Regions from separate parts of the Mus musculus genome. Here region 2 is linked to region 1. Evidence: chromatin contacts called from public HiChIP or PLAC-seq data. All regions are on one chromosome and are shown on one strand. Each heading gives the region's core, a stretch centred on a gene start, on an enhancer-like site or on the middle of the called end of the contact. The rest is flanking DNA. Distances are from core to core; before and after follow the strand shown.

Evidence for each region. HiChIP or PLAC-seq counts read pairs in DNA pulled down with a chosen protein or histone mark.
Region 2: a contact with region 1 is called in an H3K4me3 HiChIP or PLAC-seq map of embryonic hindbrain, with 7 times the contacts expected there. The contact joins two enhancer-like sites. A contact is called at or near these places in 1 of 484 Hi-C or Micro-C datasets (forebrain), 1 of 115 datasets of contacts at active chromatin or transcription factors (embryonic hindbrain) and 1 of 9 other capture datasets (embryonic stem cells).

The regions. Positions count from the first base shown.
Region 1 is chr12:28,858,207-28,861,219 of GRCm38.p6, forward strand. It overlaps Eipr1 (EARP complex and GARP complex interacting protein 1), which reads left to right. Exons shown (of 9, transcript NM_201357.3): 6 at 1,046-1,182. Among named protein-coding and RNA genes, the nearest start is that of Gm31508, 51 kb to the right of the region's middle. Within about 2 kb of position 1,740, at least 51 of the 459 cell types and tissues checked have an H3K27ac peak or open chromatin away from gene starts, as enhancers often do. A contact at or near this core is called in forebrain, where this site is marked.
Region 2 is chr12:29,366,922-29,370,113 of GRCm38.p6, forward strand. No RefSeq gene overlaps it. Among named protein-coding and RNA genes, the nearest start is that of Gm31650, 71 kb to the right of the region's middle. Within about 2 kb of position 1,605, at least 113 of the 459 cell types and tissues checked have an H3K27ac peak or open chromatin away from gene starts, as enhancers often do. A contact at or near this core is called in forebrain, where this site is marked.

The DNA.
Region 1 (3,013 bases), core at 490-2,989:
CTCGTAGTCTCCCTGAAGGGAAGATGGGTGCCTGGGGAAGAAGAATGGGAGGTACATCTTCATAGCCACTTTTGAGACACTGTTGGGTCACCCATGGCTATTTCCATGAACTCTTCCCTGCCAGGACGTCCTGTGTCCCACCTGCCTGTGACCTTTTCTCACACATGCTTTGCTGGGTGATAGCTTCCAGAATATCTAGTCTCAGGAACTGAGAGCTGTAGTTGTCATAATACCCCACTAGAGAGGCTCTCACCTCTATGCACCTGTCTTCTTGTGCCCAGCCTCCGCTATCCAGTCAGCTTTTTCAACGCGACTATTCCCAGATGCTGAGGCTACACAGCCTCTCAGGGGCTCTGAAGAGCCCAGTTTGAAGGTTTGAATGTATTCACCAATAGTGGGTTCAGGATGTTGGAGGAGTATAAGAGATGGTGTTTAAGTTACTCAGATGAGTAGAGCTCCAAATGGAACGTGGAAAGTCCTGTGGGCCTTTGCCAAAAGATCTAGGCAGGGGGAAAGTGGAGTGGCCTTCTATCCCAGGCTTGGAACCAAGGCCTGTCTTAGTACCCCCAAAAGACAGTTTGTGGGCTCACCAGCCTGTGGGGATTGAGTGAACCCCTGTGAGGATCCTGTGTTCCTCATGATAAAGGGGAAAGAGGTTGTATTATATTGGGAACAACATTTGATTAAAGAACATGTGTCATTTTGGAAGGAGCTGGTCATGGAGACTTGGTTTTTCTCTTTCTTTGGGAAAGCCAGATGTTTGAGTTATTCCATATTGTTCTCTTCAAGTTTGAGCTGATTGTCTCTAATCACACACTTGAAGCAAGCCCTCCACAATAGGGGCTATTAATGTGCCTTCTATTTTTTGCTGTGCACGGTTTTATTTTATTTTATTTTTCCAATAAGGTTCAAATGGTCTTGCCTTTTAAGGGGGGAAACAAAGACCGAACCTCCAAATTGTTCTAATTATTTCCATAAAATCCTGAGAATTGTGTAAAGAGTCCAGATCTTTCTTCTCTCCTTTGAACAATACCCGTTCTACCAGCTGGCCAGCTCAGCAACACTGGAAGGAAGGGGACAGCTGAAGTTCACCGCGGGGCGGTGGAGCCCACACCACAACTGTACCCAGGTGGCCACAGCAAGTGACACGACCCTCCGAGGATGGGACACACGGAGCATGAGGTCAGTGCTGTACCCACACTGTGGATTCCTGCTTCTCTCCCTTCCTCGCCCTCTGAAGGAGTTAATTGAAAGCTAGAGGCACTGGGGATACCTGACTTGCTGTCTTCATCTTATTTCTGTAGGAATTATCTTCACCCCAAAATAAGCTAGCAGGCCCATTGCAGGGAGCTGTCCCATTGTTGGCTTTGTGATGTCCCTTAGATTTTTCTGTGTCAGAGGCAGCGTAGAAGGAAACCAAGTCCAGGGCTTTGTGGTGCCTCACAAGCCCCATGGCGACACAGATGCTTCATCTCTGTGATTAGCGCTGTAGGCTGGCACTTTCAGTCCCCAGCCTAAGCCTCCCTTGTGGAGTTGTCTGGCCATTTCTGTGCTTTCAAGAGCCATACCTATTGGGCAATCATATTTTGTCATTTAAGTAATTATACGCAACAACCAGCAGTTCTAATGGAACAAACAAGAGCGATTTTTCTGTTCCAGTTGTGATTTTGATAGGCAGAGGAGTGATGGTGGGATGTCTGTTGCCATGGCAACAGGAGCCTGCACAGGCTTCTTTAAGATGCAGTTTATCCCCTTAGCACACCATCATTTATCACTGAGCTGAAGAGACGGATGTCATGTAATAACGTGAGTTTCTTCCACGGTGGGGGAACACCTTTAATTTTAGTTCTGAGGCCCCTGTGAAAATCCAGGGCTGATAAATAACTCGTTGGCACTCCTCCCCTGTGCATATCTGCACAAAGGAGTGATTTGGTTTCCTGATCAAGCTGGAGGCCGTAGACTCAAACCGTGATGGATATCCCACACAGCCCACTTCTCCTTGTCCTCTGGGCCTCTCTCCTTGCTGCCTTTTGAAGAATGTGAAGACAAGAAGCTCAAAGACTGGCTCACACACCAAAATGCAAGATTCACACAGCACTGGCTGGCAACTCCCCACAGTGACCTTGTTGTGCCCAGGGAGTCTCTGTGACAAGCAAAGGAAGTGTCAGCACAGTGGAGAGCCTTTGCTCCTCTCACTGACGGGCGACTCCTTTGGCAACAGCCTTTTGTTCTTGTCTAGCCAGGCTGCCTGCGCTGCTTCTTCTGGCCGTGTTAAAGTTGTGCTGCCAGAAACGGAAGCCAGCCTCAGTTGGATCACAGTGTGCCTGTGACTGCCCTTCTTGACCCCCAGAATGGGTCACAGTTTTTATTTTACAGCTTTCCTTGTTTCACCCAAGAGTTCTTATGATTTGGGGCATCTGAATTGGTGGGGGTAGGGTAGAGATACCACGACATTGAAAAAGTGCAATATATAGGAGCTAGCTGATGTAAATCTATAGGAGCTAGCTGAAGATGTAAATCTATAGGAGCTAGCTGAAGATGTAAATCTATAGGAGCTAGCTGAAGATGTAAATCTATAGGAGCTAGCTGAAGATGTAAATCTATAGGAGCTAGCTGAAGATGTAAATGTATAGGAGCTAGCTGAAGATGTAAATCTATAGGAGCTAGCTGAAGATGTAAATGTATAGGAGCTAGCTGAAGATGTAAATCTATAGGAGCTAGCTGAAGATGTAAATGTATAGGAGCTAGCTGAAGATGTAAATGTATAGGAGCTAGCTGAAGATGTAAATGTATAGGAGCTAGCTGTAGATGTAAATCTATAGGAGCTAGCTGAAGATGTAAATGTATAGGAGCTAGCTGTAGATGTAAATCTATAGGAGCTAGCTGAAGATGTAAATCTATAGGAGCTAGCTGTAGATGTAAATGTATAGGAGCTAGTTGTAGATGTAAATGTATAGGAGCTAGCTGAAGATGTAACTCTATAGGAGCTAGCTGAAGATGTAAATCTATAGGA
Region 2 (3,192 bases), core at 355-2,854, 510 kb after region 1:
GACCCAACAAGGATGAGATTAGCTGAAATGCCCAACAAAGGGGAAGGAGAACCTGTAGAGATCATATCCAGAGGTTAGGCAAGGCCCCCAGTAGGGGATGGGGCCACCCACCCTTCTCATAATTTTACCCCAGAATTGCTCCTGTTTAAAGGACTTACAGAGACAAAGTGTGGAGCAGGAAGGAAAGTGTAAAAGAAAGACCATCCAGAGTGCCCCACTTGGGGATCCATCCCATATACAACCACCAAATGCAGACACTATTGAGGATGCCAAGAGGTGCTTGCTGATAGGAGCCTGATATAGCTGTCTCTTGATAGGCTCTGCCAGAGCCTGACAAATACAGAGGCGGATGCTCACAGCCATCCATTGGACTGAGCAGGGAGACCCCGATGGAGGAATTAGGGGAAGGACTGAAGGAGCTGAAGGGGTTTGCAGCCCCATAGGAAGAACAACAATATCAACCAGCCAGACCCGCCCCCCCCCAAAAGCTCCCAGGGACTAAACCACCAACCAAGGAGTACACGTGGAGGGACCCATGGCTCCAGTCACATATGTAGCAGAGAATGGCCTTGTCTGGCATCAATGGGAGGAGAGGTCCTTGGTCCTGTGAAGGCTCGCTGCCCCAGTGTAGGGGAATGGCAGGGCGGAGAGGTGGGAGTGGGTGGGTGGATGAACACCCTCATAGAAGCAGGGGGAGGGAGGATGGGAAAGGGGGTTTCCAGAGAGGAAACTGGGAAAGGGGATAACACTTGAAATGCAAATTAAAAAATAATACCCAATTTAAAAAAAGGAAGGAAGAGAAAGAAAGAAGAACGGAAAGAAGGGGAGAAAGGGAGGGAGGGAGGGAGAGAGAGAGAGAGAGAGAGAGAGAGAGAGAGAGAGAGAGAGAGAGAGAGAGAGAGAGAGAGAGAGAGAGAGAGAGAGAGAGAGAGAGAGGTGGGGTCCCTATAGTTGGAAAAGCCAGCTTCTCTCTCAGTTCCATGCCCCTTGTCCCTGGCCTTGGTCCTGCCTGTTCCTGTATCAGCACTGTTGGTTCAGCTTTCAGGCTCTAAGAAGAACCTGAAAGAAAACACCTGGGGAAAGAAAACAGAATTAAACAACTCGAGCGCCCATCAGTCCTTAAGGATCAGTTAAACCATAGCAACTGTGCCCACTCTCAGTCGCTTCTGGTTCCCAGGATGCCTTGGGCTGCTGGGTTGTATTTCTCAGGGATTATTGCTGCTTCCCTGATTCTGATTCTCTGCCTCCCTATGTAGCCCTGGTCCTGTGGCTTGCAGGCTCTGGTTAGTTAACCCGGCTCCTCTGCCAGCTGGATTCGCCCTCCGTGCTCAGAAAATGTCTGCCGGGAAAGCAGGGCCACGGACATGCTCTTTGCTCGCCAGAAAGCTCCTGACTCAGCGTTTTCCCTCTGGTACTAGCAGAGCCCTCCGGGACAAGAAGGGCACGAACGGGGCCAGTGCTGCGTGGTAGCCAGTGACCTGCAGATCTGTTTGCTTCTGTTCCCTTTGGCCTGCAGACTGATGAACAGGGTACAGCCTGCACTCTGAGCCCTTAAAGAGGATGTTGAGTGGGCCTCGGGAACTAGTCACCCAATGGAGATCAAGCTGCCGTTCCCATGGTGATTCCACACTGAGCCCTGTGCCCTGGGAACTCACCTCCTCCCATTCACTGTAACCTCCATTAAGCAGAAACAAAAGATTAATACGGCAGAAGCCATTTAATGAACTCAGAGCTGGCAGCGGCTTTTTTCCAGAGCGGATTCCTGGAACAGCAATGCAGAGGCTTCCCCGCCTCTTCCAGGACAGCAAGGGCGTTCAGCTGTCTGATCTCTCTGGGCTGTCAGACATCCATGCAGCAAATGGGCCCAGGCAATCTCGTGGGTGTGGGGAAGACCCCTTACCTCTTTGTCTTTATTCAGGTCATTCTCTCACCTCACCAGAAAGGGAGGAGAAGAGGGTCTCAGGTACGTGAAGAAAGGATGCAAGCTTCCTCGCCACAGCTCGGGCCAGGGTGGGGGTGGGGTGTTGGTGGGGGTGTCAGGAAGCTAGCGCTGAGAGGAGACTGGAGGCAGCAGTCAGAGTGTCTGGAGACCAAGTGTCTAGACTTGGTTTGTGGGAGCTGCAAGCCTCCTTTGCTGCCCATTGTATCAGAGGTCTGAGCTCACTGAGCTGGTTAGAGAGCCGAGGGGTCACTGCATCCCCCCAGGCCAGGTTTTGTGCACACTGGGGGGTGGGCTCAGTAGAAGGTCTGGACATGCCTTGTCCGTTTCCAAGTTTTCTTCTCCACTGAGATGCAGCCCCTCTGCTTGTGCATGCATCCCTGCCTTTCACCACACCTCCTAATGATACACAGACCCTGGAGCGGGCTTATGTGGGATCTCTTGTTCTTCTAGAAGTTGATGTCAAACCTCAGGCCCATGTTTTGGACAGAAGCTTAAATTTCACAGACCCCTGGGGACACACACAGAGAACCTTCTTTCCAGAACAAAGGGTGGTCTTCTGAGAGCTATTCTCAGTTGTGCATACCACCTGGGCAATGGATAAGCAAGCATTCATTATTGCAAAGGTGAGATTAGATATAACCAGTCCAGTCATGAGAGTGGGAGGTCCCCAGCTCTTACCTAAGGAGTTTCCAGAGCCAATGCCACAAAGATGGCCTTTCTCACAAACCAGGTCCTAGCAACTACCCTGACAATGCAACCTGTGCTGCCTACAGAATTCAGGGATGCCGTGAGCTCTCAGTCTCACTCATCCTCATCCAGGCTACACTTTGGGGTGCAGCATTCACTGGTGCCAGTGTTCCAGTGACCACCCACCCTGTCCCTAATTTTGGCCTAGAAAGCCATCATGACTTGCCAGGCCTTATTTTCCTCCTCTTTAGAAACACTGGCTAACGGGCTGGATGAGAGGGCTGGGCACTGTGGTTGTTTGGTCAAGCTAGTTCTTCTCACACTGAAGACAGATAGTTCCCAAGTGCTGTCCATCAACAACAGCAGAGCTAGGGGTGGTGGTCAGAAACAGAAATGAAGGTGAGGCGGGGAGGAGAGATGGCTGGACACCAGGTTTGTGTCTAGACCTGGTTTGTGGGAGCTGCAAGCCTCCTCTGTGTCCCATTGTACCAGAGGTCTGAGGTCACTGAGGTGATTAGACGGCTGAGGAGAAAGGTCATCTAAGCTGGGAGGCATGGCTTTGA